Regions from separate parts of the Mus musculus genome. Here region 1 is linked to region 2. A link is a contact called in public promoter capture Hi-C data. All regions are on one chromosome and are shown on one strand. Each heading gives the region's core, a stretch centred on a gene start, on an enhancer-like site or on the middle of the called end of the contact. The rest is flanking DNA. Distances are from core to core; before and after follow the strand shown.

The links. Promoter capture Hi-C pulls out the DNA fragments that hold promoters and counts their contacts.
Region 1: a contact with region 2 is called in a promoter capture Hi-C map of cranial neural crest. The contact joins the enhancer-like site here to the promoter of Asb13 in region 2. A contact is called at or near these places in 9 of 39 promoter capture datasets (the C10 cell line, cranial neural crest, embryonic stem cells and 6 more), 6 of 115 datasets of contacts at active chromatin or transcription factors (bone marrow-derived macrophages, embryonic stem cells, fetal liver and 3 more) and 2 of 9 other capture datasets (adipose tissue and liver).

What each region holds. Positions count from the first base shown.
Region 1 is chr13:3,868,791-3,874,040 of GRCm38.p6, reverse strand. No RefSeq gene overlaps it. Among named protein-coding and RNA genes, the nearest start is that of Calm5, 17 kb to the right of the region's middle. Within about 2 kb of position 3,955, at least 6 of the 459 cell types and tissues checked have an H3K27ac peak or open chromatin away from gene starts, as enhancers often do.
Region 2 is chr13:3,631,674-3,636,718 of GRCm38.p6, reverse strand. Asb13 (ankyrin repeat and SOCS box-containing 13) reads right to left here and starts at 2,687. Exons shown (of 6, transcript NM_178283.4): 1 at 2,544-2,687. The coding sequence starts at 2,586.

The sequences.
Region 1 (5,250 bases), core at 2,706-5,205, 240 kb before region 2:
GCCTGGTCTACAGAGGGAATTTCAAGACAGTCAGGGCTACACAGAGAAATCCTGCCTCAAAAATCCAAAATCATCATCATCATCACCATCACCATCATCAAGACAATCCACCACAGACATGCTCACAGGTCAACCTGATCTGAATTTTGTCTCTGGAGACTCTCTTCCTAGATGATTCTAGGCTGTATCAAGTTGAAAATTAAAACTAAGCACCCCGCCAGATGTGGTGGTGCACGCCTTTAATCCCAGCACTCGGGAGGCAGAGGCAGGTGGATCTCTGAGTTCCAGGCCAGCCTGGCCTACAAAGTGAGTTCCAGGACAGCCAGGGCTACACAGAGAAACCCTGTCTCGAAAAACCAAAAAAAAAAAAAAAAAAAAAAAAAAAAAAAAAGATAGCACTGAGCACTCAATGCTTCCTCAAGGTGAGAAGCAATGGGCAAACCTCGTGAGTGTCATCTGATGACTCTCCTTGAAAGGGCCAGGGAAGCCAGCTCATCCCAAGCTTACATTACAGATTAGCTCTTAAGAATAAGTTTATACCAATCCCTAACCATTTCTCCCTGCATCCTTCCATGCATGATTTGATTTTTAACATGCTTTGCTTATTTTTTATTATTATTTATGTTCATTATTTATAAGCACATTTGCTTATTGCTTATTATTGTATAAATAATGATTTATCCCTTGAGGTAGGGGGCACATATACAGCAGTGAGTAGTCAACTCTCAGGAACTGGTTCTCTCCTCCACCACGTGGGTCCTAAAAATTGGACTCTGGTCATCAGGTTTGCCAATGGTTGCCTTTATCCACTGAGCAATCTCACCAGACCCTATTTAAATTTTTTAAGGTACACCAATGCTAAAATATTTAATATCTGAAGGAGGGAATTGTATAACGAAAACTAAGTGTTATGGCTTGTATATGTTCGGCCGAGGGAGTGGCACTATTAGAAGGTGTGGCCCCATTGGAGTAGGTGTGGCCTTGTTGGAGTGGGTGTGTCCCTGTGAGTGTGGGCTATAAGACCCTCCGCCTAGTTGCCTGGAAGTCAGTATTCTGCTAAAAGCCTTCAGATGAAGATGTAGAGCTCTCAGCTCTTCTTTCACCTGCCTGCCTACATGCTGCCATGTTCTCCTTGCCTTGATGATAATGGGCTGAACCTCTGAACCTATAAGCTAGTCCCAATTAAATGTTGTCCTTATAAGAGTTGCCTTGATCATGGTGTCTATTCACAGCAGTAAAACCCTAACGAAGACACTAAGGGAACTCACAAAACGTAAGCAAACTTCTTTTGTACTCAGGTAACATGAGAAATGATGAGGCAGCAAGAATTTCAGTCAAGTCCCCTTTTCCTGGGCACTGGATCTTCCAGATCACCTGGGGTGAGTTCAGTTTCATCTCCTCTTCAGGCTCACTGATTTCTCTCTACCTCACACACCCTTCCTGATCCCACCTCCCTAACCAAGAGACCTCTTCCATACAGATATTAATCCATACAACTAAACATGGGCTAAATCATTGGCTTGGCTGTAGACTCCTGTGATCTGAAGATCTTAGGCCTCCAGGGGTGGTCATGGCCCCCCATGTTTGCCTGTCCTCCAGGATCCCTCCAAGAAAGCATACAGTTCACTTGGTCCTAGGCTCAGGATTTCAGAAGTATGTTGGCCTCACACCTTGAGTGGCTATTAGTCCTCTACAAATGTCTGTTGAGGCCCTGGGGAGCCCATACATTTAGATAGCCTGTCTTATCTACACTCATACTGGGTCTCACACCTGCAAAAAATATAAGATGCAGAGAGAAGGACTGGCCTTGGAAAAATCACATCCTTCAAGGGAGGTGTGGGGTGGGGAGAGGGGGGAGAGGGAGAGGGAGGAGAGGGAGAACACTCAACCAACCAACTAATCAACCATAGGTATTGTTCTTTAGTAACCACCCACCTTGTTTTTTGAGACAGGTTCTTTCTTTGGGACATTGAGCCCCAGGCATCCATTTGTCTACCCTTTGTCTAGCATAAATTACAGGTGCACCCTATCACACTCAGCCTTTTACCTGTGTAGTTGCTGGGGATTGAACTCATATCTTCCGTACTTACATGGCCAGCGCCTTACTGACTGAGAGATCTCCCCAGCCACCTCCCTCAGAAACGTCTATCCTGAGCAACTTCTAGGGCATAATAATACTTCTAGAAGGCATTATTCCAGTCACCTGCCCTCAGAATTCACACATGTTACCAGATGACTCAGCTGCTGTTGAGATTGGTTGGATATCTACCCCAGGTTCTTCTTTTCATTAAATTGTTCTTCAAGTCAAATTTCCCTGGACCTGAAGGACAAAAGTATCTCTCCTTTTTTTATTCAGGCCAAACAGTGTCAAGCTCCAAAGGCCCCTTATCCCTGAGTCCCCTTGGGTATGCTGAAAATTGGCAGGTCACACATAAAAAGTGACTTGCTATACCTTTTTTGATGAGCAACACAAAGCAATTTTGAGGTATCAAAGAATTCTGGGAAAGCTTAGGTGAAATGAATCAGAAAGTTTGCAATAGATGCTTCATGAAGTCCCTTCCGTGGCTGGGGCCACAGATCTGTACCACTAGTGAGACAGGTCATGACCTCTGACTGGATTTGAGCAATGGACAGGAAACAAGTATTTCTGTGACCCCTTTGAGACACCTTCCTGGAGGTGTGCCAGGAGCCAAGTTGGGGTACAGTGTGAAGGACCAAAGTCAGAAGTGGGAAACTCATGACCTTAGCTGTTCCACATCCCTTACATCCTGTCTCTCTCCAGGAGACCCTGGCCAGCCACCCTCAGCCCTCCTTCTGTGGCCCTGGCCTTAACCTTTCTCAGGAGCAGGAGAGATTGGGATTATTTATTTTTAAAAGCACATTCATTGGAGTAGCACAATTACACTTTCACCTTTAAAATACATTATCTCCTTGACATTTTTTCATCTACACTTCCCGTTTTTAAGAAATGTATTTTTAAAAGAACGCTGTATGTCATTGTTATAAGTGAAAAGCTAGTTTCCTTTACTAAAAATAGAAGAAAAGAGTAACAATAACCTACAGCAAGCAACAATAACCTACTGCAGACAAAATCATGCTAATAAGATCTGGCTACATTTGCTGATTTCATACTGTAAGATCCGCACGCCTCTTTTCTGTTTGCCCACGTGAGCCCTCAAATCACCTTAGAGGCCACTACTGTCCCCAGTTTGGAGAAAACTGCATCTGAACATCTCTGCAGTCTTTCTGGGGCTGCCATCTTGATTACAAACCTCATGTCTCCTTCCCAACTGCTCTTGGCACTTTCCTGCAATAATTATAACATACACAAAAACCACAATTCCCTGGTCTACAAGTATAGATGCTTTAAATGACCTTTATTTTTTTTTTTCCACAGCCAGCCCATACAAGAAGAGACCAGCACTGTGTTTTGAGTGAGATAAAGGACCCTGTTTCCAAAATCCCCTCCTGCTGGCTGAGACAGATATCATAGTGGTTCCCGATAGGAAATCCCCTTCTGCCTTATGGAAAACCTAGAGAAAGAAATGGAGCAGCCCCGTGAAGGTAACTAGCCTCCACCCAGGCTTCCATAAGTGAACATTTTCCAGCAGCACAGGCTAGAATCCTATTTGGCTGCAGGAAGTTGCTGCTGTAATTTCTACTATGGTTTAGATATAGTTTATGCCCCTGAGAGCCTGTGGTAGAAGCATAGCCCCAATGTAATGATCTGGAGAGGTGATGGACCCTTTAAAAGGTGGAGATATCTAGCAGACCAGTGGCTAAAGTTCTTGCTGTACAAGTGTGAGGACCTCAATTTGGAACCCCAGAATCTGCATAGAACTAGGCAGGCTCAAGGACTTCTTGGAATCCCAACACTTAAAAAACAGAGCTGGAGGATTCCTAGGGCAAGCTGACTCACAATGAGGCCCAGTGAGGTTCAGTGAGAGGCCTACTTCAGTAAGCACAGTAGAGAGCAATGACAAACATACTTAACATCAACTTCAGGCCTCCATACACACCTGGGTTCATACTCATGCCAACATATATACACACATATATACATTCCACTTATATACAAAAACCAATTCCCAAAACCCTGAGGCCTGATTTGGTCAAGGGCTACCATTCACAGTAGGAATTAATGCACATCCTAAAGGAGTGGGTTATGTCTCTTAGGGTTGGATTCGTTGCTGGGAGTGAGTTGTTATGAAACAAGGCCACCTCACAAAATGTTCAGTGTCTTTCTTAGGCATCCCTAACTGCTTTCCCACAGGCTCCTACCACACGATGCCATCTACCATGCTATCATAGAGGCCACAAGGCACTCACCAGAAGAAATAGCTGCCTAGTGTGGCCTCTTCAACCATCAAATTTGTGAATGGAAGAAACCTCATATTTTTTATAGTACCTGCCACTCATGTACTTTGTGATAGCAACATCAAATGAACTAAGAGACTCCAAAATAGCAGCTGAAATGTAGAGACTCTCTGAGAGTCTCACTACCAGAAAGTTGAGAACCACAAAGTTGTTTGTAAAGGGACTCAGAATAAATATCTATCCAGCCATCTGTGCCCTCACATAAAGAATATAGTAATGATCTGTCACAGGAATGAGAACATCGCCCACCTCATCTGGACCACAGGGTCTGGGCAACATGAGCCTGACCATGCAACATGTCCAGTTTGTTCATGCTAGTAATGATGGTGATCTTGACTGTCTTGAAGCTAGTGTGGATGAAGGAACATACTTGCTTGCCCTTCGTTATTTCTCCCCAAACTTCACCCTACATTGTATATCATACACAATATACCACATTCTTGGTTTTTTTTTTCCCATTTTCTGGGAATGTTTGCATGAGAGTGTTTATTGGAGTGTATCAAGTGCTGGGCACTCTAGGTAACTGGTTCCTGAACTGAAGTCGGTGGGTGACACCTCATTGAATTCCACCCCATAACCAATATTTTCCTTTCTCTTCACTTCCTTCTGTTACCTTCCTGCCCACACCAGGCTGGATCCTTAATGCAACAAATCAAGGGGCACATGGTGGAGCTGTGGCTGACTTCTCAGCTAGACAGGGGAAAGCAGATGTTATGTAAGAAAGAACAGAGCAACCATAGCAACATGGAAAGTAACTAACATCTTATACAAACAAGTGATTTTGACAAAGATTCCCTGCAAACTGAAAACTCATTTTTATTTATTTATTTTTTTATTTTTGTTAAATTCTCAGCCGGTCAGTGGTGGCACTCG
Region 2 (5,045 bases), core at 1,438-3,937:
CCTTAGTTTTCTTGTGAAGGAGGTGACTTTTCACAGGGCCATGTTACAGAAAAGATATTAACGTGCTGTTTTGTTCATAAACGTGTTTATTACTTGACTATTATTTTCTTTAAACTTTTTCGGCCTCCGGTATGCTTTCAAGCTTGTTTGTCAACAAGTTCTCTTTGAATTCCTGTTTTTATTAAACAATTTCTTTTTTTTAAAGATTTATTTATTTATTATATGTAAGTACACTGTAGCTGTCTTCAGACACTCCAGAAGAGGGAGTCAGATCTCATTACAGATGGTTGTGAGCAACCATGTGGTTGCTGGGATTCAAACTCAGGACCTTCGGAAGAGCAGTCAGTGCTCTTAACCGATGAGCCATCTCACCAGCCCCACGTTTTCATTCTAACCATTCAAAGTTTCATTCTAAGCCTTGAAAAGCATCCTGAATCCTTGCTAAGACTGAACATGTCACAGGGATAAAAATGGTAAAGCCAGAGGGTTCCTAATAACACATGGAAGATCTTTTCTTTCCTTTCTCTCCAAAGACCTCATGAAGCCAAGGTGTGGTGGCACAGGCCTTTAATCCCAGCACTCAGGAGGCAGAGGCAGAGGCAGGCGGATTTCTGAGTTCGAGGCCAGCTTGGTATACAAAGTGAGTTCCAGGACAGCCAGGGCTACACAGAGAAACCCTGTCTCGAGGAAAAAAAAAAAAAAAAAAAGACCTCATGAAATCGAGAGAAAATTACATAAGCAAATGAAAGTAATCTAAAAGTGCTATACATAAATATTCTGGTTACCATTCAGCAGGAATATAATATTAGAAGTCAGAATATTACAGTTAAAGTTCCCTGTGGTGGGTTCCACTTTTACTGGAACAGTGGTACTGTTTTGGATCCAGCACCTTCAGTTTAAGCCAGAAATACAAATACCAGCAGGGCACATTTTTGGGGACACATATTAAATTTTTTAAATTACAGTGTCAAAAATAGCCAAGAACCCTAACACCCGCTAATCAAGAATATGATTTTCATTGGGCAGTGATGGCGCATGCCTTTAATCCCAGCACTCGGGAGGCAGAGGCAGGCGAATTTATGAGTTCGAGGCCAGCCTGGTCTACAGAGTGAGTTCCAGGACAGCCAGGGCTACACAGAGAAACCCCGTCTAGGAAAAAAAAAAAAAAGATTTCTCCACAAGCTATGCAGAAAATATACTTGGGAGTGGTGTTTTTAAAAAATATTTAGAGAAAATATTGTGACATATAGCCTAGGTTGGCCTAGAACTCACAGCCCCACTGTCTCTACTTTCTGAGGGTTAGGATTACAGGTAAGAGCCCTCATGCCAGGCTCTGATGCCAGACTAACCCCTATCTGAACAAAAAAATGTATGCTTAGTAGGCTTCTGTGGTTAGCCATCCACTGCCTAGTCACACGAATCAAATAGTGACCACGCTATCAGGGTCAAAGTCTTGTGCCAGCCAAGGGTGCCAAGAAAAACAGGTGCTTATTAAAGAGGCTTTGATTGTTCTGAAGGAGTTTGTTTTGAAGAAATCAATTAAAAGATCTATCTACCTTGTTATGATTGTAATTACAATCATAATAAATTGCAGCTAAATTAACTCGATTTTCTTTACATTACTTTTTTTTTTTGGTTTTTGAGACAGAGTTTCTCTGGGTAGCCCTGGCTGTCCTGGAACACACTTTGTAGACCAGGCTGTCCTCGAACTCAGAAATCCTCCTGCCTCTGCCTCCCATGTGCTGGGATTAAAGGCGTGCGCCATCATGCCCGGCTTACATTACTTTTTTTTTAACTCACATAAAGGAACATTTTGGCTTTCTTTCTTCTATTTATTTTCAAGCTATTGAAGCACAATGTCATTGTCCTTTCTATTTACCATATTATTATTTTGTAAACAAGAAAAAAAATGTACTTCTCCAAAGAATGCTCCTTTGCCTTCAAATTCATTTTATGGATTAAAACAGCCCAAAGGTACAGAGGACACTTCTTCAGCACCAGGTATGTCCCAGTGTTGGGCCATGACCTCATTCTGGAGCAGACTCCCTGGTTGCAGCTGCTGCAACCTACAGGGTATGTGTAGGATGCTTTAAGCCCCGCAAGCAATTCACTGCACCAAACGTGGTGCAGTGACCGCAGTAGGCTCCGGATGAGGCTGCCAACCAGTGTACACTTTCCAGACTCTGCGGGTGAATTGGGCAACGACCCCGCATGCTCCCCAAAGTGTGCGGTGCTCTGGTAGACTGGCGGTTCTGAATCCCATACCTGGTGCATCACAGAGAAGACCAGCTGCACAGTGCACCGGCTAGAAACAGGGCGACAGACATTAAACGTCGGTCTGAGATGACCAGGATCGTCCGGGCCCTACTCGAATCACTACACCCCACCCCAACGCCTCTGACCACCAACTTGGAACGGCGCGCGATGCCCATCTCTGGGACAAAGGCCACCCATGAGCTTGCTCTGTCCCCAAGTGCTGATCTCCTGGTCCTGACTCCAGCCCCGGTGTGGTGTCCTTGGCGGTTGCGGCGCGAAACACGTACCCACATCTCCCAGGAAGCAGCCGTCCCCGGCGCGCGGCTCCATGCTGCTCGCCCGCTGGGCTCCCCTGTCTACCGGCCTTGTGACTCAGAGCTCTGGGACCTGAGCCGGGACCTAAACCGAGACCTACCCCGGAGCGCAGGCCGCTGGGCGGGGCCTGATTGCTACCATGGCCACCGCTGGGAGTTGTAGTTTCTGTATCCGCCGCGTGCCACCTGAGCGTCCCCACTCCGCTGTCACTGCTGAAGGGTGACATGCAAATCAGAAGAGTGCAAAATATGTGTCCGTGTTGACACCAGTGAATATACGTCCATTAACAACTCCTGTGTTTGGCAGAAAAGCTTAAATCCCGGTGTCCTAGCTAAAAGATACGTTCGTATGCAAAATGTTTAGCTCCTCAAACGCGTGCCCATGTGCAAAAAGTGTTTAGCTGCCAAAACTGGCCTTCTGTGGTTTACACTGATCCCGCTGAGCAAAGTATTCAGTCTCTTCATGCCTGAAACTTTGAAGAAAACGTTTTCACTGAAGATGGTGATCAAAATGCCTAACTTCTTTCTTTCTTTCCTCTCTCTCTCTCTCTCTCTCTCTCTCTCTCTCTCTCTCCCTCCCTTCCTCTCTCCCTCCCTCTCTTTCTTTCTTTCAAAATAAATCTTAACTTTCAAATAGCTGGTATTCATTGAAGAAAACCACGTTTCTTGGTGAATGGTTTTAATCAGGTGTTTCACTAACCAGTTTAGCAGAAGGAGTTGGAGCTCTATGAGCAACCTAGCAGAAAGGAGAAACCAGTCTTCCCAGGGGGTTCCAGGTCAACCAAAAACGTGAGATACTTGGGAGACACTCTCATCTTGACCAGTACAGAGGCTCACGGAGGAAATACAACGTGACTTGAACATGATAACATCAGAATCACTGGAAATAGCACTAGAAGTCATCCTTTGAGGTAAGGATGCTTGGATGGCCGGAAACTTCATCTGCACCTTGGACCACAGGTTTAGGAGACCTTGAATGGTATCTGTTGGGAACCCGAACTTCTGGAATAAACCTTGGAATAAAATTCCAAATCTTTTAGTAAAAGGATCTGTATCTATTTGGCCATTTGTTTATCAAATTTTGGCTCTTGTGGTTTTGTTTTTGTTTGTTTTGTTTTGCAGGGGCATTTGTTTTGGTTTTGCTTTGTTTGATGTATATGTGAGTGTATGTGACTACATGTGTGTTTGCAGGTCAGAGGATACAGTCCGTGTTAGTCCTTGAGGACCTTCTGATTTGTTTGAGACGGGGTCTCCTATTCACCGCTGCACCTGGCAGGCCTGTGGGCTCTCAGAGAGCCGTCCACTTCCTCCTCCCATCACGGTGCAAGACTGCTGGAATTATGAATGACAGCTTACATTGCCCAGTTTTTCTTGAGCTCTGAGAATCCAAGCTCTGGTCCTGTCAGATGGCTCAGCAAGCCCACGACCGAGCCATCTCTCAGGTCTTGCACATGCTTCTTTGCAAGTTTTCTACGTTTTTAGGCAGATAAAAATAGGCTTCATTTTCACACATTTGCAGTGAGATTCTGTGATTCGGTATTCCTTCTTGTCTGTGTGGTAGGTCTGCATGTTTGTATTTTCTTCAGCATTTCTTTCCTGACACGGATTCTGCAAATGTGAATATAGGCTATATCGAACACATATGAATATATACATGTATATTGTACATGTGTTATATAAATGTTTGTTATAGGTTTCCTAAGCAATCATTTTTTTTCCATTTTCTTTTCTTTTTTTTTTTTTTTTTTTTTTTTTTTTGGTTTTTCGAGACAGGGTTTCTCTGTGTAGCCCTGGCTGTCCTGGAACTCACTCTGTAGACCAGGCTGGCCTCAAACTCAGAAATCCGCCTGCCTCTGCCTCCCGAGTGCTGGGATCAAAGGCATGAGCAGCCACCCCCTTTTTTAAAGTGTTTACATATTCAAAAGTACATTCTCTAAAATAGGTCCTTGTCTTACATAGGGTTTTACTGCTGAGAACAGACACCATGACCAAGGCAACTTAAAGACAACATTTAATTGGGGCTGGCTTACAGGTTCAAAGGTTCAGTCCATTATCATCAACGTGGGAGCATGGCAGTATCCAGGCAGGCATGGTGCAAGAGGAGCTGAGAGTTCAACATTTTGTTTTGAGGGCAAACAGTAGAAGACTGGCTTCTAGGCAGCTAGGATGAGGGTTCTAAAGCCCAAGCCCACAGTGACACGCCTACTCCAAGGCCACACCTACTCCAAGGCCACACCTCCAAATAGTGCCACTCCCTGGGCTAGGCATATTCAAACTACCACAGTCCTTTTTCTTCAACAGCCAAAATATATTCATCAAGGACCAAAATATGGATATTATGCTGTTTTTTTTTCATTATATTCTTTGACGGAATGACTGACTTGAAATTTGTTATTCTGTAAAGAAAGAAAATATAAGATTTAAGTTAAGAGTTCTCTGAACTGAAAGGAAATTATTCCCAAAATATTTACTAAA